Linked DNA regions of Rattus norvegicus: all the other regions are linked to region 2. A link is a contact called in public Hi-C data. All regions are on one chromosome and are shown on one strand. The core of a region is the stretch at or near the end of the contact, and the rest is flanking DNA. Distances in the headings are between cores, read along the strand shown. Region 1 holds the start of Klf7 (KLF transcription factor 7). Region 2 has its middle 27 kb from the start of Fastkd2. Region 3 has its middle 170 kb from the start of Klf7. Region 4 has its middle 97 kb from the start of Klf7.

The links. A called contact is a pair of places that touch in the nucleus more often than the background predicts.
Region 1: a Hi-C map of Schwann cells shows a contact between it and region 2, with 10 times the contacts expected there. The contact joins the promoter of Klf7 here to the enhancer-like site in region 2. A contact is called at or near these places in 6 of 12 Hi-C or Micro-C datasets (the A7r5 cell line, the Rat2 cell line, Schwann cells and 3 more) and 1 of 1 datasets of contacts at active chromatin or transcription factors (oligodendrocytes).
Region 3: a Hi-C map of the Rat2 cell line shows a contact between it and region 2, with 4 times the contacts expected there. The contact joins two enhancer-like sites. A contact is called at or near these places in 2 of 12 Hi-C or Micro-C datasets (the A7r5 cell line and the Rat2 cell line).
Region 4: a Hi-C map of frontal cortex shows a contact between it and region 2, with 2.5 times the contacts expected there. The contact joins two enhancer-like sites.

What each region holds. Positions count from the first base shown.
Region 1 is chr9:73,016,720-73,022,535 of GRCr8, forward strand. It overlaps Klf7 (KLF transcription factor 7), which reads right to left and starts at 3,337. Exons shown (of 4, transcript NM_001399681.1): 1 at 2,871-3,337. The coding sequence starts at 2,972. It overlaps LOC103690543 (a long non-coding RNA gene), which reads left to right and starts at 3,443. Exons shown (of 2, transcript XR_010054801.1): 1 at 3,443-3,609.
Region 2 is chr9:72,685,822-72,691,920 of GRCr8, forward strand. No RefSeq gene overlaps it. Among named protein-coding and RNA genes, the nearest start is that of Fastkd2, 27 kb to the left of the region's middle. Within about 2 kb of position 2,945, at least 19 of the 93 cell types and tissues checked have an H3K27ac peak or open chromatin away from gene starts, as enhancers often do. A contact at or near this core is called in Schwann cells, where this site is marked.
Region 3 is chr9:73,187,859-73,193,259 of GRCr8, forward strand. No RefSeq gene overlaps it. Among named protein-coding and RNA genes, the nearest start is that of Klf7, 170 kb to the left of the region's middle. Within about 2 kb of position 2,808, at least 53 of the 93 cell types and tissues checked have an H3K27ac peak or open chromatin away from gene starts, as enhancers often do.
Region 4 is chr9:73,114,030-73,119,675 of GRCr8, forward strand. No RefSeq gene overlaps it. Among named protein-coding and RNA genes, the nearest start is that of Klf7, 97 kb to the left of the region's middle. Within about 2 kb of position 4,027, at least 37 of the 93 cell types and tissues checked have an H3K27ac peak or open chromatin away from gene starts, as enhancers often do.

The sequences.
Region 1 (5,816 bases), core at 2,087-4,586, 330 kb after region 2:
AATTCACGTTAAAGTGACACAAGGAAGCACTGTCTCCATCGCTGTCTTTGTCATGGGCTCACATAGCAAAGTATCCCACAGCCTAAGTTTGAAGCGACGTCTACGCACAGTCCCTCCTCAATTTCCCAATGCACAGATGTTCTTGGGCTTATCATTCAGAGCCATTCTCTAGAAACCAAATTAGATTATCAGGATATGCACCCCACCCCCACCCCGCCGTGTGCATCTCCCCGAGTATATTGCTCACTTTAAGAAAAACATCTAATAATGATTCCTCATTTGACCTCTAAAATATGATTACCCCAAGAGCATCGGAAACTTCCTCCTGCCTGGGGTTTTTGTAGAAACCTTCTTGAGCTGTTTTGAGCAAAGGAGTCTCAGAATTTCACCATCTGGTTAATTTTGAACTAGCAGTTGCATAAAACCACCACTACCCCTTAGAGTCAGAAGCAAGGGGGGCTAGTGTGGGGATGGGGAGGCAGGAAGAGATAAGGCTAAAGGTTTTGTCATCAGCAGGAACTCAGGGTCCTGGTCACCTTTACACGAGCAGCTGTGAACAGTCCTGAGCAGACAGCTCCTGGCCATACTACCTTGTTTAGAAGTGCTTGCCCGCAAGTCATGTTTCCATGTGGACTTGGGGAGGGGTTTTAAGATGAGAGAAGATGGCAGTTGGAGACGGTTGAGACAAGAAATAAGAAAGAGGGTGGAAGTGAGAATTCCTTTGCCTGGCGATGAAAAAAAAAAAAAAAAAACAACTAAGCTAGAGGTTTCTACAAGGGGGAGGAGGAGAGGAAGAGCAGAGCTGGCTTCTGGGGAAACAATAGATCTAATACAACCCCTAATTGTCAAGCCAGTGATGTTTCCTTGAAGCTGTGCCTTCTGGATCCTCTAGGCCCATCTAGAAAAGCAGGTTTCCTCTAAAGAAGCCCCCCCACCCCCAACCCCAGGAGCAGGTTTTACTACCCTGAAAACTTGAACCAAAACAAAGTTGTGTGATTCATCTGGAGGGAACGTTGTAACAAATAAAGCCAACTTTCTTCCCTCCAACACTGCTTAACAGTTAGTCACAAACAAGGGCTGCCTCGGGCAGGCTGACTAAATCAACAGATTCCCTTCCCTAACCAGTCTAGACTGTAGTTAATATGCAACTGATTCCACACCAGTGGGCTGACAGGGTGAGAAGGCTGCTTTAGAAAATGAGATTCTGGCAACATTTTGGCTTACTTCATATCAAAATAAAAAGGAAGAAAGGATGTGGGGAGATCCCACATGAGACATGCTCTTGTTAAGGACGATAGGGAAGGATGTATTAAAGAATCGATGTGAGTACTCTGTCTGTGTGTTTAGTAAGGGACAGCATCTCCCAGCCTTCCAACTGGAATCCATGCCCTACACAGACACACAGACGACACACAGACACAGGCAGCCGATACCTGGAGGAAAACTCCGCAGCCTCCAGCCAGGCAACAACTAGTAACAACGGCACAGTGTGAAGAGTGAGCGTTTTACCACTGGCTTCCTATACCATGAGCTCAACACCGCTTCCTAAAGCAGCAACTGTTACATCCCAGCCTCAAGCTGGCAAATCCTGCTTTGGATCCTGGCAGAGGAAACTCAGCCGTTCATTAGCCTTAACAAGCTGCTGTCACGGAGCAGAGAAGTTACAAGAGCAGCCACACACCAAGGATCGCAGGGCCCTCCCCAAGGGCAAGGGTTTTTGGGTTTTTTTTTTCCTCCTCCAGGATGGACTGTACAAATTCACACTCCGAACCGTGCAAATCCAGACTGTCTTTCTGGACTTTCCACGGTGCACACTGTAGAGTTTTTAAACACCCATGGTGTCCCCTATCCCCAACCGCCCCGCCCCCATCCACCACCATCTTTCCTGCAGAATGTCCCCTCAGCACCTCCTAATCGCTGCTGGAAAAACCACTGTTTCCGCAGCAGACCCAGCACTTTCCACTGACCAGCACTTTCTTTATTCCACTTCACAAAGCCCAGTGAACTTGTCCCCCAGTCAGGCTTCAACGTCCCTGAGATGCCAAGCGAACTTGGCACCGGTACCCTTTAGCATCCTAGGAGTTTTCTAAACTAGTCCTCTAAGACAAAGTAGGGAAGCACAGAAGCACACACCACCCTTTGTCCAAGGTGGTGCTAACCTGAGAGACACCCCAAACAAATAAACAAGACACAAGGACACAGTAGAGGCTGCTCCTTCTGGAGGCATTAGCTGGGGAAATGTACAATGCATTGTCAGCCTAAGAGAGATACATCTCGTCTTCCTTGTACATATCCTTAAGCGTCTTTTGTCACCTGGCTTCTCTTCCTACAGCTCACCTTGTATAATCTAAAAATCAAGCTCCTGTTCTGAATTGACACTCGCTAAATCACTGGGAAAAAACACTCCATGCCACCCTCACCCAACCCCCCTTGACGGTCCTCAGGACCAGTTGAAATAGATAAAGCTGATTTAAGTACTAAGACCAGAACTCCTGCATCTAGGAACGTGGTATCCTGTCAACCATTGCTCGACCACCTTCCCACCCGGCTCCTCCAAACCCCAGAAGTTCGCCAGCAATTCTCTTGCCGGGGGACAGCGAGCCGACAACGTGTGCGCAAGGATGTGTGTTGGTGACAGAAACGCAGGCAGCTAGGACCAGCTCAGCTCAGCACACTAAGGGGTTAGGGGTGGGTGGAGAGGTAAGCGCATATGATTGTTTCACAAAACATTTTAAACAACACACAGCCAAAAAATAAATAAATAAGAAAAAAAGAATTAAAATGTTTTTCAACTCAAAGCCCACACCAAATGCAGCCCCTGCGTCTCCGCCGCCGCCACACGATTTACACAAGTAATTTAAATCATTCACCTGCTGCCAGGTCTCCTCCAGGGATGGCAAAGCTGAGAAGTAGCCGGTGTCGTGGACAAGTTGTAGCTCCTGGAATATACTATAACTAGCCAACACGTCCATGCTGCTGCTGCCGGGCAAAACCGGAGGAGAAACCCTCCCCCGAGCTCAGCTGGGTCTGTTTGTTTGTCAGTCTGTCTGGCTCACCCCCCAAGAAGGCAGACATCCAGTGGCCCTTTTGTTTTGTTTTGTTTCAGTCAACTAAAAAAAGGAGAGAAAAAAAAATCAATGCAGGAGAGAGGGAGAGAGGAGGTGAGAGAGGAGCGAGTGAGTCGGGTGGATGGAGAGAGGGATCCAGCGTGTACAGTGCAGATGACTGCCAGGAAAAGGGGACTTCACGGGAGTAACAATTCCCTTCCAGGGCTCTAATCACTCCAGCTCGTGGATCAGGAAGGGGGACGCAAACTCACTGACACGAAGCTGCCATCTATATCTGCAGCGCTGTTCGCTCCTAATGCAATCTTTGCTCTTTATTTTGGGAGGTTGCATTTTTTTTCTCGCGATCGCTTCTCGCCCCCCCACCCCTTCCCTTCCCTCCCCACCCCCAACCCCATCCTCGCTAGTTTGTAGTCCCCCCCCTCCCCCTTGTCTCCTCCTCCTGCTCTTCCCCCTCCCCAAACTCCCTCCCTCCGCCCTGCTTTGCGCGCAGCCGTGGGATCTCGGAGGAGGACGTCCATGAGGCCGCGTGTGACCATGTAAGGTAAACAGGGGGCTCATGAAGTCACTGAGGACCAATGCGGCACTCGGAGCGGACCCTGGGGCGGGGCCAGGCCCCGACGGCAGCCGCCGATTGGCGCGCTGCGGATCTCCCTGCTGCCTTACAAGGCGGTACAAGGCAAGCTATTTTTAGAGGGCTATATAAGGGGGTAGAGGAGTCCGCCAGCCGGCCGGGGAGCTCGAGCGCTAGGGAGGGTTGCTGCGACACTTGCGCTGGCTCCCGGGACTCCTAGGCGGCTGGGCTCGGGTTGCGCGCTGGCCTCCGACCCTAGCTGCAGGGCTCGTCCGAGCCGACGGCGCCCGGACCCCGTGCATATCCGAGGGAACGGGTTGCCGCGGTGGCCGATCGGGAGGTGCGGTCCCCAGTCCTGGGTTAGGATGCCTCCTGCGGGAGTAGCCGGTAGAGCGGCGGTGCAGCCGTCGGGGGCAAGTAGCTCTTTGTACTCGGCATTCCTGCCAAGCATGGGGAAGAAGGGTAGCAAGGGAGAGGCCAGGCTCAGAACAGCGTCACGTACCCCAAACTAAAGCCCAAAAGCCAGTTCCGAATTCCCCACAGGGTGCAGAAATGAAGTGCCAGAGGAGGAAGTGCCTCACAATGGCAGAGAACAAAGGCGAGCTGCGCGGAGACTTGTTTGTGCCCGCCCCCGACGTTGCACGCTGGCCCCGCCCCGGCCCGCGCGCCTCCGTGCGCGTCGCCGTTCGCCTATCGCCCTCCTGTTCCCCTGAACGGAGCCTAAAACCTGGCCAGGAGTCTGATGTCTAGCATATTAGAATGTGCATGAAGAAGAATAGGAGGAGAGTAGGTAGAATTAGGGTGCAGGTTGGAGCATGCAGCCAGCTAGCAGATCCTTACAAGAGGTTTATCCAGTAGCTTCCTGGAGGAGTGTGCATAGCAGGGGTAGAGCAAGGCTCTAAAGATATCGAGATTCTGCAAGCTCAGAGATGGAAGCCTGTGCAATGCACGTGGTTAAGAGTTGCCCAATTGTTTGCTTGACCTTAAATGGCTAGTATGGCTTCTCCAAAATACACCGAAAGCTGGACTACTTTAGGAATAACTACAGAATTCAGTACTTAGAGACAAGAAACATCCTTGTACATTCAATTTCATCGTCTCCATATCATTCCCTTCTGTTGATAACAATATTAAATTAGTTTAAAAAAAAAAAAAAAAACAAAAGATCACCCATCCCCCAGAGGAAATTAAATAAATTACTAAGATTTGAGAAAAACTGGTTTATTTGCCCTTTAGTGCCTGAGATTCTCGTTAGTCAAAGAACAAAACTCACTGTATTAATTCATTGAGGTCTTGCTTACAATATGCGGCCACCGATTAGCTCCATGACTTGAGCAAGTGGCAGTGACGGCCTCTGCTTCCCAGGAACAATCACAAGAACAAGAATGCAAATCTCTGCCATTCTTGTTAGAAGAAGCAAAATGCTGTTTGCAATTCTTCTAGCATAGTATGTCACTGTTAGAGGCACTAAATGTTAGCTGTCACTGTCCTCAGACTTTAAGCAAGGAAATTAAATAGTACCTGAACTAATAGTCTCCACAGGGAACAGGCCAGGGTTTAGAAGAAGAAAGTGAGGTAGCAAAACCTTGCAATTATTGGTTAGATCTCACCCTGTCCACTCTTCCCCCAAAGCTATCTGATTGTAAGTCTTGGGCAGAAATCTATTGAGAGATCCTAATGCAGATGTGTACATGCGTAATAAGAAAACGAAAAGAAAAAAGCAACCTTGGATACAGCAAGATCACATAATTTGCTGTTTAAGACTCAAGGCAATTAAATTATTGTATTTTATATTTATACTATTACTATTTCTATTTGGTTGTTTTGGATTTTGTTTTTGTTGTTTTCTTCAAGGCAATGTTTCTCTATTTAGCCCTGACCAGTCCTGTAACTCATCTTTGTAGACCGGGCTGGCCTCAAACTCCTGCCTCTACCTCCTGAGTGCAGGGATTAAAGGTGTGCTCCACCACACCTGGCTTATTGCAAGCTTTGATCAATATATATCTTAACTTTGGAGTTTGGAAATTTGGGAAATGTTGATCACACTCTTCGTACATCGACATTCTATGTGCCCAGTCTCCTTCCACCCTCAGCATGCCACCCACATAGGGTTTTCAACTTAGAAGATGAAGGTCTCCAGGCTTAGTATATAAATTAACGATGGTCAGACAAGCAGA
Region 2 (6,099 bases), core at 1,695-4,194:
TAGGTGGGTGGCCCCATCCCTCAACAGGTATTGTTACAGAAACAGATAGATAAGTGGAATAGAAATGAACCCACACACCTATGGTCACTTGATCTTTAACAAAGAAGCTAAAACCACCCAGTGGAAAAGACAGCACTTTCAACAAATGGTGCTGGTTCAACTGGAGGTCAGCATGTAGAAGAATACAAATCGATCCATTCTTATCTCCTTGTACTAAGCTCAACTCTTAAGTGGATGAAGGACCTCCATATAAAACCAGATATACTGAATCTAATAGAAGAGAAAATGGGAAAGAGCCTCAAACACATTGGCACAGGGGAAAACTTCCTGAACAGAACACCAATGGCTCAGGCTCTAAGATCAACAATCGACAAATGGAACCTTATAAAATTGAAAGGCTTCTTTAAGGCAAAGGACACTGTCAAAAGGAAAAAATGACTACATCTGATAGAAGGCTAATATAAAAAATATAGAGAGAACTGAAGAAGTTAGACTCTAGAGAACCAAATAATCCTATTTAAAAATGGGGTACAGAGCTAAGCAACTCTCAACTGAGGAATCTCAAATGGCTGAGAAGCACCTAAAGAAATATTCTACATCTGTAGTCATCAGGAAAATGCAAATCAAAACAGCCCTGAGATTCCACCTCACACCCTCATTGAATTTATCTGTACTTCTTTTCAGCACTGCCTACTTGTCCTAGGGCCTTATGCTTCATGCCAGATGAGTGATCTGCCACTGAGCCACACTCCCAACCCCTGTCAATAGAAATACTCAAAAGAAGACTCCCAGGACACTTCCCTTTTCTTTTTGTTATGTTGGAATTTCCTTTCTAAAGCGCAGTAGTAGGTATTCTGTATGTATATAGTGTGGGCTATCCCTTAGGTATTCTGTATGTATATGGTGTGGGCTATCCCTTTGTCTGGTGGATGCTTAGATTGTGTTACATCCATGTGTAAGCCCCACCCCCAGAGATTTGATCTCTTGAAGGTCAAACTGTTTTCAGTATTTAATTTCTCATCTCTAGAGTGTTCTCCTAATCCAAAGATTATTTATCCTTTATCATCTCCTTTCCTAAGGAACTTTATTGTTTAGTTTTAAGTGAAGTGTACGATGCCAAAGCATAGTTTACATAACCAAACCTGCTCACCATGAATTTCCCATTCAGAAATGGCAGAGACCCATGTTGGGCCAAGGTCAATGGTGAGCTGAGTGAATGATTAGGTTAAAGAACAGCAGTGGCCATCTCTTAGGTGCCAGGTTCTGTACTAGCATTTTACAGTGTGATCGTATTTATTTTACTGCACTTGTTTGACGGTTACTGATAATTTTTTGTATTCATTCCACAGATTAGGAATATTGATAAGGTCTTTAAGTAGTTTTCCTAAGAGATAATATTTAGGGGAAAAGAAGAGCCAAGTTCTAAACTCCTCCCCCAACCTCAAGCTCACAGCACTACACCAGTACTTCCCAAGTATTCCTACTGATTACAGTCAATCACAGACCTTACACGCACAGCAACACGGAATTACATCATATTTTCAATTAACCTGCAACTTGCTTCTCAAGTAATGAAGTGTTGCTTTGCAGCTCGAAGATAGTTCCTACAGCAGTACCCTCAACCTAGATGTATGATTTGAGTCTTTGCTATTGGAATGGCCCAATGGGCTTTGGAGTGATCTTTCTGAACGATAATAACTCACCTAACTGAGCATCCTGCTGCTATGGGGACTCAACCCATAGTAGGATATCGACAAATCATTTTATAGTGAAGACTAAGTCTACCATGGCTTGAAGTCTGGGAAAGTCTCTTAACTTCATAACCTTCAATTTCCTCATCTGTAAAATGGGGATGCTAAGAGCCAATCTGAAGGACCAGTGTGCATATTATAAATACATTTATATGTCGTGCCCTACAGTTGATGCTTCTTATAATAGGAAGGCAAATTCCCTGTGGCTGAGTTGTGGATATGAACTGCAGCTCTCAGCAGTGGTCTTGAGCAGGAAGCTAATTGAGCATGGTTTCCAGCTGTAGTTGGGCTAAAGTCTGAAAAGCACGTGTGGCAGAGAAGCTTCTCTGGCTTTCTCAGAGGCTGTGAGTGGGGAGGACCGAAGTACTTTACAAGGAACTGGAGATAGAAAAAACAAGAAATGAATGGCAGTGTCCCCTAGGTGGTGCTGAATCATCATGAAAAGAAAATTGGGGCACCTAGTATTTTCAGGGGTGACTTCCTTCTGGTTAGAATTTCAAATAAGAGCAGGACAGCTCCCTGGAATGTCTGGGAAAAAATGACCAGGCAGAAAGAGTCTTTTCAGGAGGACTGTCTATACAATACCTTGGGTCTGCCAGGCCTCTTAGGGCTTTGGGTTTGCTTGTGTTGGAAAGAGGAAGCAGGGTCAGACCAGCTTTTGTTCGCTCACTGAGAGTGGCTGTAGCTGTAGTTGTAGCTGATTTCATAGATGAAAACCCATTTATAAGCACACCAAGGGGAGGGATCAGCTTGGGCTGTTAGCACCACTCCCCTCAGTGAACAGGACTGAGAGGAAGTGAGACCTCTCTCTGCCCCCAGAACACATATCAATGCTGCTAGTGAATATAGCAAGAAATGCCTATTATTATTTAGTGCACAACACCAAATGGTGTATGTTTCTTAGCTCTGCCCCCCTCTTTTTGAACTCAATTGCTGGGCCACTTATTTTTCCTTCTACACAGAAGTAACAGCATCAGATGAAGGCTGTCTAGCAACTTACATCTTGTGACTGTCAGGTCCTGGGAGAGGCCACTGAAGTGCTCTGGAATTGAGTCAGGAGCAGAAATGCTGTTCTTGAGGTCTTGGGTCTGGGTCTCACATGGGAGCCATGCACAAAGTTCCTGAGGCTCCACTTCTTGAGTTCATTTCCATGTTGGCAAAAATGTGAATTTGGTTTCCAAGGGAGACTGCTCACATGTATTAAAATGTCTCCACTGCTGAAGTTGCTTTGTGTCGTCCACTAAAGCCTTCTGCCATCAATCCCCATCTTCCAACAAGTTTTCCAACGTTGTGTCTTTGGGAGGTAACCATAGCAACTAAGCTTATTCAAAAATGACAGAACCTAGGCATTGAAGGGGGGAGGTAACCCTGTGGTATTTTACACTGGGAATTTACAGGGTACTAATGAATCTAATCATTGTATATGCTGGGTACTGCTGTCTCTGTAGTAGGCGCTGTACTACATTAAGAGATGTGATTCTCACAACAACCCTATGATGTAGTCATTGTTATCAGCTTCAGTGGGTGGGGGGAACTCTGGGACAGATTTTGGTGGTTGCACAGCTATTTTGATTCTCCTATTTGGACTATTGCCCACAGGAAACTGGGGCATAATCTTCCAGTGTCTGATCTGCATGTGGTAAAATGGAGCCTGTGAAAAATGTTGAAGGCAATCTCCTGCCCCATATCACTGATACCTCCTTGCAGTATATAGTATAGAGCTTGCAAGTAATCTCATCCGTTTCTCACAGCAAGCCTTGTGACTATTGTGTCTGTCTATAACTGAGAAAACTAAGAGACTGAATGACATTAGATGACATTTCCCAAGGTCACCATGTAGAATTTAGAAGACTTAGAAAATAAGTCCATCTCTATCTATTTACCTATCCATCATCTATCCCTTTATCCAATAAACTCTGCATTCATTTCATAAGAATGCATGAATTCAAAAAGTATTCTGTGCCATTGACAAGATTTGAAAGATCATATTTACTTCATTAAAAGAGTCATGGCATCTAAAGAGATAATATTCGGCTTGAGTATTAGAAAAATGCCAAGATGGATATAAGCTTTTATATGTGAAAATCTATATTCTAATAAGCTTAAACATTGGTATTTATGTATGAGTATGGAGCTGTCTCTCTAAATTGTCTAAGATTATGAGAGAGAAGAATGTAAATCGTAAGTTTTTTTTTTTTCACCAAGGAGAAAGTTGGAATGCTCGCAAGAGAAAATCATCTGTATCTTGCAGAGATACCTGTTAAGCTTGAAACCCAGTGAGAGAGGAAGGGTCGGGTGTGACCTGCTCATTGAGAAATACCTGGTACCTTAGACTTGTGACGTCAGTGAACTAAAATCATAACTCATGTTGACACTCAGAAGACTGCATTTAGAATTGCATTTCACAACTTGATGTGGATCAGTGTTGGTGGGCTTGGAGAAGGTGGATGGGGGTGAAACCTGGCTGTTACCTGGAGAGGCCTAGACGGTTGTAGTTACTTTTGATGGTAGAACAAAAGCAGACACTATGAGAGGCTTCAGGGTCTCCAGGGAGCAGATGACAGGGAGATACTTCTCGTGGAGTAAGTGACTAATGAGGAAACTAGCAAGTCAGAGTGATGCTGAAAGGCACCTGCCCTATAGGACTTCCTGCCAGCGTTTGCAAAGGAAGCCATATGGAGTCTTCTAAGCCCAAAATGCATTTAGGGGTTCAGTTAGGAGCATGGTTAGTATGAGGGCTGCAGTGATAGAACAAACTGAGGAAGGAGAATATCTCTTTAAGAACCCCCCCCCCCATACAAGGTTGTGCCAGAGCCAGCATCTGATTATCTTACTTAAAAGGACAATCCTCAAAGAATACAAGACCACCAGTTCATAGACCTTGCCCTTGTCCTTTTTTATCCTTGTCCAGGACCCAGAGGCAGCACAGAGAATAGTTTAGGAAGAAAAGAGAAAAGGAAAGATGGACAAGCTAGTAGAGGAGACTGACACTCCCCTCCCCTCAAATCACAAGAGCGAAGGACCTAAAATTGGGTGAGAGATGACTATTGAAGATAGATCAACAGATGCGCTTTTAGGATACCTGAAATTAGGTTCTTCTAACCACTGGATGCGAATAGAGTTCTTTCTCGTATGCCAGAGGCATTCTTGTTTGGGTGAGGAAAGAAAGAGCTGACAGAGCCAGTGAGAGAGGACAAAAGAAATCTTCACTGTTTCCAGCCTCAGGACTGAGCCAGCCCATTGAGTGAACTGGTTTTCTAGCGTGAGCTTGCCGGTGTATGGCACACTTCCACATGAGCCCCCAGATTTCCCCTCCGTGCTAGTTACCCCAGCAGCAAGGCTCATATCCCATATGCTCTTCCTTTTAATGCCGAGTAGTCAAAGCCTGCCCTGACTCTTTCTGCTCCGTTTCACATTTTTGCTTCAGGGTTATATCACCAAGGAGAAAGACTTTTTCCATAAATTGCAGGCAAGAGCTATAAACTCCCTCTGGGTTACTTTGTTGGGCCTTCAGGATGAGATTGGAATCTGAAGGGAGCAGATAGTACAATTAGAAAGAAATTGTATCAGGCAATAAAACATCCTCTAATACTGTTCGTAATAGCATATAACATTACACGGTGTGGGGCCCAAACAAGATGTACTCAATCTGCAATTCTTCATGCTCACCAGGGGAAGACTTTTCCCTTTGTTTATTGTTTTAATCATGACTAACAAGCAGTGCGATGATAGGGTTATGGTGATAACAGCATGAAGGATGAAGTCTTGAAGTGCAAGTAGCAGGGATGGTATTGACCCTCAGTTCTGAAAGATGCTGGCAGAGCATGGGAGGCATGTGGTCTACTCGTCAGTGTGTGTGTGTGTGTGTGTGTGTGTGTGTGTGTGTGTGTGTGTGTGTGTGTGTGTGTTGTTGGGGAAATGGGTGAAGTAGGTGACAGTTTATCCTGAATAGGGGCAAAGTTGGTTGGCCCAGGCATTTTCCTCCCACAGGCTACCTGGGGTTCGTGTAGCTCAGAGGCTCTTTCTTTCATTGTGTCCTTCCTGTTGACTGAGAATTAATTCTTCAAGAGCTACAGTAATCCTTCCTGCTTGTGATCATAACATGTAATTGTTTTGAAGATGGAATATTACTCTCACAAACACTTCCAGAGAAGTCTACCTTCCCCAGGTCTGACATGGAGTTATCAACACCCCCATTTCCCACCTTCTTGTCCTGGGAGCAGGCTCTGGTTCCATGGCAGATGACTTCTCCAAGGTTCCCGAGCCTGATCCAATAAGTAGAAAGCATCTCCACTTCTCTTCAAGAAACCAAGTCTGTAAGAATCCTCGGTGGTGGCAAATGTCCTTT
Region 3 (5,401 bases), core at 1,558-4,057, 500 kb after region 2:
TTCAACTTTTTCATTCAGTTGACTTCCTTTTTCTACTGTACTGATTGTCTATGAACTTCATATGAAGAAAACAAACTCCCATCTCATTGGCAGAGGAAGTGAGCTGAGCTGAGTTAAAGTTAATGGAGCTAGATTTTGATCACAGGACAGTGTTTGCTGGGTCTGATGCTAAATTGGTCTTCCCCAAAGCATTACTGTGGGATAAACGCCCCAGAGTTGCCGGCTTCGGGCTCTGCTGAAGCTCTCTGAAAGCTGTAACAGCTGAGTAGTACTCCATTGTGTGAATGTACGACATTTTCTGTATCCATTCCTCCATCTCATCCAACAGAAAAGGAAGCTATAACAGAAACTGAAAGCCAGACAAAACTCATCAGAGAGATAACGCACTTAGAACTCTAAGCTTCAGAGGAAGCAGGTGTCTGACAGACAAGGGAGTTTTTAGAATGGGACAATGGAGCAGCCACAGGGGAAAAGGAAGTTGGTTCTTTCTATTTCCGGAGAAAAGGGGAAGCTGCATAGTTAAATACTAAACATGTTCAGAACAGAACCCGGACCCAAGCCAGGGTTACTAGTAAGCTATTGTCTCTGGGGCATCCCCCACCACCACCCCCACAGGGGCACTTCTTGCTTTGTTTGCCTGTTGACTGATTATCTAAACTGACAATTTGGAAACCCAGCCAGATGAAGGGGCTATATTAGCTTCATAAAGAAATCCACTTCCCTAAGGCTTTGTAATTTATGGGGAGTGGTGCATGTCTTTAATCCCAGCACTAGGAAGGTAAGAGGCAGGTGGACTTTTGTGAGTTTGAGGCAAACCTGGTCTACAGAGTTCCAGGACGGCCAAGACTACACAGAGAAGCCCTGTCTCGAAAACAAAGAAACAAAATCAAAACAAAAAATATGATTTGTAAGAGCCTATTTTTTCATAAAGGCAGTACTCTGAACTGAAACATAAAAATGACATAAAATACGCAATATGGTGAAATTGTACATTCATATAGGAAATGGCTTTATTTTATTTAAAGAACTATTTATGGAATAAAGTTTACCTAAAATCATACTATTTGAGATTTGTGCCCATCCCCCGGATATTGACAAGTAACCCGTCTTTGTCTATAAATCAAGTCAACAGCTATCCCATGGTGTTTATTTACCCCAGTTACACAGGCTTTGTGAGAAGGGTGCAGACAGAAAACATATGATGTGTAGACAGCCCTGTGACAGGTATTTCAACATAACCTGGCTTTTTCTAAGTCACAGAGGGACTGCCTTCATCTTCTAAGCCATGTGATCTGTAACAGAGATCGCCACCCCCACCTCCCGACAGTCACCAAAGGAATAACCAACTGTCCGGGGCTGCTCAGGACAGATGAAACTCTTGCAATGAAAATTTAAGTCTCCAGTGGGCCTGGAAAAGTTGGTCACTATAGTGATCTGAGGGCGAAATGAAACCAGTAAATCCTGTCAGTGCAAAGAGCTCAGTGTCCTCTGCGATCTCTGTCCTCTCCTGTTCCCTTTGTGTCCTGCCCTCCTCCTCTACACCAGTTCTCTGGCACAGTCCAACCAGACCCTAGTCTTAGTTCCAGCTTTGCGTGACTGTTCTGTTTTGAACAACGGACTCTATTTCTTCACTCTTGCAACCTGATGCTGAAAACTATAGTGATGTGAAATATTTATCAGCTGGCCTGACACTTACGTCCCCTTTGTATGCATGGAGTCCCATTATGTCCAGGATGGTTGGTGCTAGTGTTCTGATTCTAGTAGAACTGATCCCTAGCTGCACTGTGGGCCAAGGGGTTAAACCACACTCAAATCACAGCGCTGTATGCAAACCGGACTTCTGTACTTTTATCAGAAGAAAGCTAAGGATAGGTATAAATAAAGCAATGTCCTTGTTTGCCTATAGGTTTTCCATCTTTTTCTTTCAATATTTTGAAGGTAGAGAGGCTGCCCTGTTCATATACTCAATTACACATGGGAGTGGGGGACCTTATAAACACATACACATAAACAGAAAAAATAAACCGCATACACAAAGACCACATACGCAGAGAAACCAGAGAGAGCACAAACGAAGAGAAAAGCCATGCACACAGACCATTTAACACACACACACACACACACACACACACGCACACGCACACGCACACATGCACACACGCACACACGCATGCACACTATTATACTCTTGAACTAAGAGAAGCCAATAAGCATTTTTCCCCTTTGAATCTTGACTATTTGGAAATAGGAGAAAAGTTAAGTGGCCCTAAAGAAGGGACCAGATGGGATCTGGGAGGAGAAATCTAGAGGAAGAGAAATTGCAGCAAGAAGGATGTTTTGCTTTGAGTTCCTGCCAAAAGCAAGTAAGAAGGTCCCAAGCTCCAGAACTGTGACCCCCTTGGCAATTTCCCTGGGGAGGCCCACCTCAGACAAGCTTTAACCCTCAGAACCCAGGAGAAGCTAAGCTAGGTAAGTTCCAAACATAGAGGGCAGAGGGTGATGGAGGGTCTAAAGCCACAGGCCGAGACAAGCTACCCAGTGGGCCGCCACAGCGCCAGCTGAGCCAATGCAGGGACAGCCACAGACACCAACTAAGCCAATGGGGGAACTTGCTGCCTGCGGAGGACTGCTTCCCAAGATGAGTACTGGCAGTTTCCTAAGCTTCCTGTATTTAAAACGAAGGACTCTGTGGCTTATATGACCACTCTTGTCTGGGATTCTTTGCAGACCTTCAGAGAGGTGTTTTTGCATTTGTGAAGCCTGCCAGGAAACAGCGTGAGTCATGAGTCATGGCTTCTGAGCAGACAGTGTTCGGCTCTCGAAATTCCCAGAGATACGGCTTGTTTATACAAAAGGAAGCAGCTATTCTGAGCTGCCCGAGGAAGAGGAAAGCGCTGCTCTTTTTTTCTCCTTCTTCTTCCTTTTAAACACCCTGGTGAAAGGTCAGAGAGGCAGCTGCAAGGCAGCTAAGCCCTGGTGTAGACACTGGTTGTCAGCAGTTCGTCCATCTGCATTTTACAGAATATTTCTGGGTTTAGCATCTTAAAACGCAAGTTCTGTGACCCTGAAATTTCACTCTCAGTTTTGGGTGCAAAGGTGGGTTTTTCTGGGCAAGCTCTAAGTGGGGACCTGTGAGGCAAAGATTGAGAGCCGGAAGGTGACCGTAGAAACCCATCATCTTTGACAATTTTCTAACTTCCAGTTTCAGAGCCAGGGACAGATTTTTTTACTCCTATATACTGTGCAACCATCTTCAATGTCTTCTATCCATAGTTTTAGCAACTAGTATGTCAGCTGCCATTGCCTTTAACAATGGTTCAGAGCTTGGCAGGAGAATATGGGAAATCCAAAAGGATTTCCACTCTTACAACTGTTTCTGCGCAGGCCCACTATCTTGTCCCGCCGGTGTGTTAGAACATATGGTGTCGCAGACTGACTTCCTAGGAGTAAACAATGCACAAAATATTCGACAATCATGAACCTCTGTGATGACCACGGGGACAATACCTGAAGAAATCAACCGTGTTCCCTAACCATATAGGAAATGTCTCACTAGTTATTGAAGGATGCCCATTCATTATGGTAAAGATGATAGAAAGGAAGACTTGGCTTCATGGCTAAACGTTCAAGTGTAGGAACCACCAAAAAAGTCTTTGTGGACTATGGACTATGCTCTAGACTCCCTGTCTGAATCAGAAAGTTGAGAAACACTGGAGGGGGGGTGTGGACCTTGTGACTAAAAATACTCAAGTACTTGAAAATCACACAAATATACCTCTGAGAAAACTAAATTATGGACTAGAACATTTTACTAGCAAAGTGATAAAGTGGCTTGAAATAAGAAAAATAAGTAAAAAACAATAGTATTTGTATATTACAACAAAGTCCAGGTACATAATAAAATGACCAAAAACAGCTAATTATGTACTCAGAAGCATTAAATACATTCAAACTAATGACAGATGTATTAAAAGATTCAAAATATTTGTTGAGAGATATAATTTGAATAATTGGGAGAGTTATATTTTAATTAAATGGGAGAACTCAACATAAAAAGACAAAGATTTCTCAGATTATTAGAATAAGTCCCCAAATCCAAGAAATCTTCTCTTGGAAGTCACTAGAATGAGCATGGAGGAATTGCAGAGCCTGCTGCTTCTCTGCTAACAAAAGCTTAAACTATGAGCAGGAAGAACTTGCCCAAAGAATAGTTGTAGGACTTATGTTTATCAAATAGCAGAACCTATTACAAAAACTGGAAGTGTGCATTTAATGTAAATGAAACATAAATGAAAGGAAAACAGTAAATGCCCTAGAGCATGCTCTCGTAAAAAGCATGCACGTCACGTTCTATAGATGGCACAGCGTTCTGCCTCTAATGGTGTGCACTGGAGAATCGTGCTACAAAACAAACAGCATTACCTCCATTCTCTCTGACAAAGTTATCGAAGTTGAGTGACTTCAGGAGTGTGATAAAACTAAAGATAAAAAGCTGGACCTCGACTTTTCTGACTTTCCCAAACCACACCTTCCATGTTATTGTTTTCACAAAACAACAATGAATGGATTTTTTTTTTTACTGCTGAAATTTGGGAGGAATTTAGACTTCCCTCTTGTTCCAAATAGCCCCACTTACTTAAACAAACAAGCGGGAAAAAAAAAAAAACCTGTAATTGTTTAAAGACTCAGCACTGAAAATGAAATTGAAGAAACTCTAGAAAAGATACACCACACACAGCTACAGGAGGCTGAGCTAATGCCAGTGACTGGAACACTAGCCTGCTCGCTCACCAAGGAGCTATGGTCATCCCTGCTCACTCCTCCTCCTTAGCCCTGTCCACATCCTGTCACCACTAAGACAGCAATCCTACAGTGAACTTGAGGCTTTTTAGAAATGCCTCTTGAAGGAATATCTAGTCGGTTAGTTTTCAGGGAAGAAGAGGAAAATCAGACAGTAAAAGTACCTATGTATAAGAACAAACTAAAGCGGCAGGGACTAGACAGCCAGTAAAACGTCTGTGCTATTACATGGGACGACAGCTCAACAGTAACACTGTAGAAACTAGCAGTGAACAGGAATGATTGTTTCCCGTGAATGTGATTGGCTGTGTGCCAATAAAACTTGATTTCCACGAACAGGCAGCAGGCAGGGCGTAATTGGATGACTCCTGTGTTAGGAAATCCATGAAGTGATCCTAAATATCGTGGGTAAGAAATCAAAGGTGGCTCAACTTAGCCGCCAGCTGTGAAGGCAGCTCAGGTGGTATCTTCTGAGGACAACGGATCTGAAATACATACTTTTGAGACTCCAAAGTATGCAGTCATCCTCCAACTGCAGGCTCCTGGGACGGTGCCTTGGGATCTGGGTTTTTGTAAATCTTGAATCTCTGCAAGCAGAAAA
Region 4 (5,646 bases), core at 2,777-5,276, 430 kb after region 2:
CCAAAAGAAGACAAATGGCCCTGAGTTGCAAGATGGGGTTTGATCGGAGGGGAACCTAGGCATGTGGAAGAAGAAAGGTGTGCAAACCATGTCTCTGTGTGCTGAAATATGGCACGCAGCTGCTTGTTAGATAAGCCAGTCTCCATTGTGTTAAGGATGAGAAGCTACCTGGGTCAAGAGACAAAGCTCAGTATAGGCCAAGCAGGGCCTGTAGGAAATGGAAAGAGAACATTGCATGGGAGAAAGGGGGAAAGAGGTTATGCTACCACAGTGGCTGGCTTCTGCAGTAAATGCAGTGAATAAGCCATGTGCTACACCAGTCATCTCGTACTCACATGAGTACCTGAAAGTGTTGAAAACTCCAATCTTAGTTCAAGCTGATTCTATTCCAAAAGCAAAATTCAAGTCATGGATAACGGCGTAGCCACACGCCCCCCTTGCAGATTTGAACAGATCAGTCAGTCACACTGCCGGGCAGGTGTATCTCTTTGTTCACCCCTATCTCTCACACACTGCAGGCTTACTCTAGATACTTGCTCCCTCCTTACATGCTGGATTGACTTAAAACAGATCTGAAACATACTTCAAGACGACGAAAATAGTTTTGCATTAAAAATAGAACTACAACAGCGGCACAGATAGACATTTAAACAAAAGGTAACCAAATCTTCTATTCTTCCAGTTAATTCATTCTTTTAATGCTGTCAGAAACATGTAACTATCTTACCACTAAATTCAAATCTTTGGTTCTAGCATAATGTGTTTCTGATCAACCTTGTCAACTTAAAAAAAAATAAAATAAAATAACCCTTTCTATTTATGCCATTGTAGTAAAGGATTCCCTTCTCCCATGCAGCAAGTCCAGAATAAAAGTGGGTTGTTGCCATAGCAACAGAACACAAGGCAGAGAACTCGAAAAGGGAGGTCTCTGCTCCCAAGGCCGTAGCCACAAGAAAGCCCCAGGCCTCTAAGTGGTGGCAGCCAAGAAAAGCAACCTGCCAGGACTTTATACTGTCAGGTGGCAGCCTGCTGTTAGCATAAGGTTCTGCAAAATTAATTATTTGCATAATTCTGGATCATACGCTCAATGGAAAATAAAAATTCACTCATGTATTCATTGCCATACTTCCTAGACAGATTTTTCTCTTGGAATAGCCTGGCATTAGCTATTTTCTCCAACACCTAGCACACAGGTGCCTTGTTGCTAGAAGCTGCATAAAAGCTATATATTCAGCTACTTGCTGGTTTTCTTCTTCAAGCTGATATTGTTCAAGGATCTAAGGACAAAACAACAAGAACAACAAACTGAGAGTGCTGTTTGGTGAGGAGACCGATGTACGTAACAGACATGTAGCCTTCCTCCCTGACCAAGGCATCACAATTCAGGAAGACAGTAAGCCACACTGGAGAAGTACAGAAAAGGAGAGAGACTAGGGTGCATCTGGTTCTGTTTGGGGATCATCTGGCAGAGGAGACAGCACAGGGGAAGGCCTCACAGTGAAAGAAGCCCCCATTCCAGCAGGGATAGCAGGGGTGGTTCTCTTGTATTGGTCAAGAATCTGTAAGGCAGATAGGGAGGATGCTGAGCTCTAGGTGGAGCGGGGAGAGAGCTGGCTAAGATTTGGGCAGGATATGGGCATCCCTTGCAACTTTATCTTTGGATCCTAGAGCTGCAATTTCTGGGCAATGGAGGCAGAAACATGACAAGGCCTGCTGCCCAAATGGCCTGAACTAGCGAAGAGGTTGCTGGACAGAGACAGAATCAAGAGTACCTGCCTAAAGCTGCCTCAGATACCTGGGCAAGAGACACACAGGAGTATGAACCCAAGCAGGGTAACAACACTCGAAGGCGAGAACGGAGTATCCAAACAATAGAGTCACACAGCATCTCAGGAAGGCTTGTCCTCTGGTCCTGGGGCTACATTCACCTCTCTGTACCAATTTTAACAATAACATTACATAGACTGAGACATGGCTCAGAGGGTAAAGGGGCTTGCTGCTAAGCCTGATAACCTAAGTTCTATTCTCAGTCCCCTGTGGTAAAAGGAGAAAACTCACTTTTGTAAGTTGTCCTCTTTCTTCTACATATACACCATGGTACACACACACACACACACACACACACACACACACACACACACACACACACATACACACTTAAATGTAATTAAGCAAAAAGTGTGAAGAAGGTAAGCCACGCTCTGCCACAGTCAACAAACCCACCATTCCATCACACAGCTTAGGCATTCATGGAGCCACTTGAAACATCACGTTCAATCCTAGCAGCTGAGCTGATGGGCAGGCAAACATACGCCTTCTTGGATTTATCCCAGTACAGTTTCCTATCATTAGTGGTCATGGAGGGTCAGAAAAAGAAAGGAGATCTTTTAGAAAGATTCTAAGCAATATCTCAGTGTCAGCACAGAGTGGCGAAGCAAAGTAAAACTGATAATGACTCTTTCAAAGATACTGTCTGGCTTCTCTGATCCTTCTGGTCTGTCTCTCCATAATATTAATTTTCAGTGCATTCCAGTGGGAAAATGGGAAAGTAGGGTGTGCTTCTTCCTCACAATGGATGAAGAAGCAGGCATGACTAGAAAGGAAACAGAGAAAGCCAGAAGGAGCCAAGCCAAAGCAAGGAGTCTGGCCTTTCCATTTCCCTGGTTTTATCATGTAAGCCTGCTCTAATGAGGTCACTGTCTTGAAGACAGCCTGAGCAGATCTCATCTAGAAGGAGGAAGCAAAGGCCTGGGTAATTTTCCAGATAATTTCCTTAAAAGAAAAAAAAGGCAACCTCTCTCTCTTCCCAGTTGTTTATAACTGATATAATACAGGAAGTCTCGATGCCTTTTAATGAGTTCCCAAACACAAGTTCTGCTATTTAATTTTTTTTAAGCTGTACTTGCCTAAAATATCTCAGTAATTCAAGTGGAAAGGGAGCCTTTTGCCTAAATTATGAAAACGACCTCAATTTATTCCATGTAGCTATGGAGAAGTAGGCACTGCTTGGTATCTGGGCAGCAGGAATCAGTTCCTCCCCTCACAGGGTTGGGACACGTGGGCTCCTGGTTGTTGGAGTGGGGTGACGGGGAAACCCATGCTCAAATTCAATACTGTATCGCTTTCTGCTTTTTCATGATGAATTTGTGTGTGTCTGTCATTGACTCGTTGTTCATCTACCCAGCCTTGCAGCTTCTTTCTGTTGAGTTATAGAGTGGAGATGCAGGACTTAACACTACTGATTGCAGCAACGGTTCACTCAGTTCTTGCTAGAGGATCAGCCCTGGACCGGGCTTGTCTCTGTTGTTTACAGGGAGGGATGACTGAACAGTGACAGTGACACAAAGAAATGATCTTGTTGCTACTTCTCTTCCAATGCATCTGTCCAGCTCTTTGCTGCTAGTCCTGTGTCTGCCACCTTGGGCTTGTTGGCCACCAGTCAGCATTCTTTTCTTCCCCTTCCTTTTCCGGTGCTCCAGGATGGAGGGATTGCCTCCCGATGCTTTCCTTCAGTGGAAACCTTAGACTGCACTGTGGTCCATGGGCTGAAGAGACAAACCCTGTCCTGTAACTGGGAACAGACCTAGAAGCTCTGTTTGCCTCGTAGAGGCTCACAGACAGAAACTTCAAATTTGGGTGAGGATCAGAGGCAACTCCTTCAGGTAGGCATTCAGACTGCCACACTGCCCTCAGTAGTCAGAAGAACCAGAAACAAAGGTGCCCACAAGGCCACTCAGGTACCCAGCTGGAGAGCACCCCACCCGTAAGTCACCTCTGCAGTAGGCATTGAGGAAGGGTCTCTCTGCTGGATTTAAACATCCTCCGAAGGGCAGGGATCTTTTCTGATATAATTCACAGGGATGCATGTGATTAGACATGATTTCCCAAAAGCAAAACGTAAGAGCAGTCAGCAGACTCTATCCCAAGCATGGCCTCTAAGTGGTTAAGGCAGGAAGAGAAAAACACAGGGAGGAGGGAGAGAGAGGGGGATGGAAAACCAGGGCTCTGAAGTCTTTGTTTCTCTCCCATCTGGCCGGCAGCCAGAGGCGAAGATCGAAGAGACCTCTCCTTTGTCCACTGATCTGACAGTCATCCTGTGTTACCACTCGGCAAAATCAAAGTACAGTGCATTCACAGGTTTATGTCCCGAGCTCCAGAGGCTGCTGGGAAATCTACGGTCCTGCGCCGGATGGCAGCAGGGTTCTGGGCTGCATTTCTGCTTTCAAGGTCACAATACAAATTAAGAGAGCTCCACTTTCTTCCAGAGAGTCTGTCATTGTTAGCCTTCTCCTAGTCCTCCATGGGGACCCAAAGCATGCACTCTGTGGCTTTAAGGGAAGAGAGAGCTCTTCCCAGCCCTCTCCATCAAGTCTGGTTAGGCTTTAGCATGTAAACTTCCAGGTCATAAATAATTCAAAAGATATGAAGACAATTTTCTTCCTTCTCCATCTATCCCTACATACAGCATATCCTCTTCCTGGCTTCTAACAGACGCTAATGTAGTCAACTGGCAGGAGATGGCCCTGGTTGCTGACTCACGCCAGGCCTGGACCCTGCCCACTCACAGACACCGCGATCTCCTTTGGAAATGAATGATAAAGAAATCCGGTCCCAATCTGCCTATCTTTCTTCTTTTTATGTCCCCTGTTTCTTCCTCCTTCTTTCCCCTGACGCATCCCTTGTCACACAATTGAGTGGCTCTCATGGTGGCTAGCCACCTACAACAGTTTCACCAGAGATGCTTGGGGGCTTCCCATGATCCCGAGGGCAGCTTCTAAGGTAAATTCTGAGTGCACAGGGAAGAGAGAAGAGAGAATACGCCAAGGATGGGAAGAGGAATGAGACAGACAGGCCCCTTGCTACCCAAGCTGAGAACTTGTCTTTTCATTCAGGCTGAACGTATATTGGGAAACCTGACTGTTAAACCTCTTCCCAAACCAAGAGCGTCTAGGACTCTTGGACCCCCTGATTCAGCAGTATAGGGAGAATGGAAAGAAGGCTGGAGACACAGGTACAAGGGCAAGGACTAATGAGGATAGAACAAGAAGCTATGCGTTCTCAAAGAAAGGACAGAGATTACAGGGAAAGTCTATGTAGCCCCACGGCCTGTTTCCTTTGCCTTCTGCTCTTTCTTTTAGCCGTGAATATTTATCATATGAAGAAGCATTCTCCATCCCAACCCCAGAGGGATTCCTTTAAAATCTTCACGATCATGATCCTCCAAATATTAGTTCAGCTCTAAAGTACAGGGTCCTCTGTGAGGAAATAGATCGTTTACCCTTCTCACCTCCAAATGCTTGTAAAGAAAACACAGTGTCCCAAGCATCGTCCTGTCCATTATTTTGTTTGCTTTCTTCTCCAAACCACCTGAAAAGTACACAGAGGGGTAGCACTAAGCATGTTCTAGAGAGAGGCTGAGCTCCCAGAGAGGACTGGTGGCTAACAAGTCGACCTTACCCATGTGTACCCAGGAAGGGGGAGGCTCACCTGGTAGGTTTATCTATACAGACATTAGGCTTGTGGTTTAGTAAAAGCATAAAACAACAAAGGGTCAGAAGTTTGAGGAGGGGCTCCCCAGTCTGGTGCTCACCTTTGGTCTGAATTCAATGACCTGTTTTGTTTGCCTGCATACTAACCCCCAAGCCC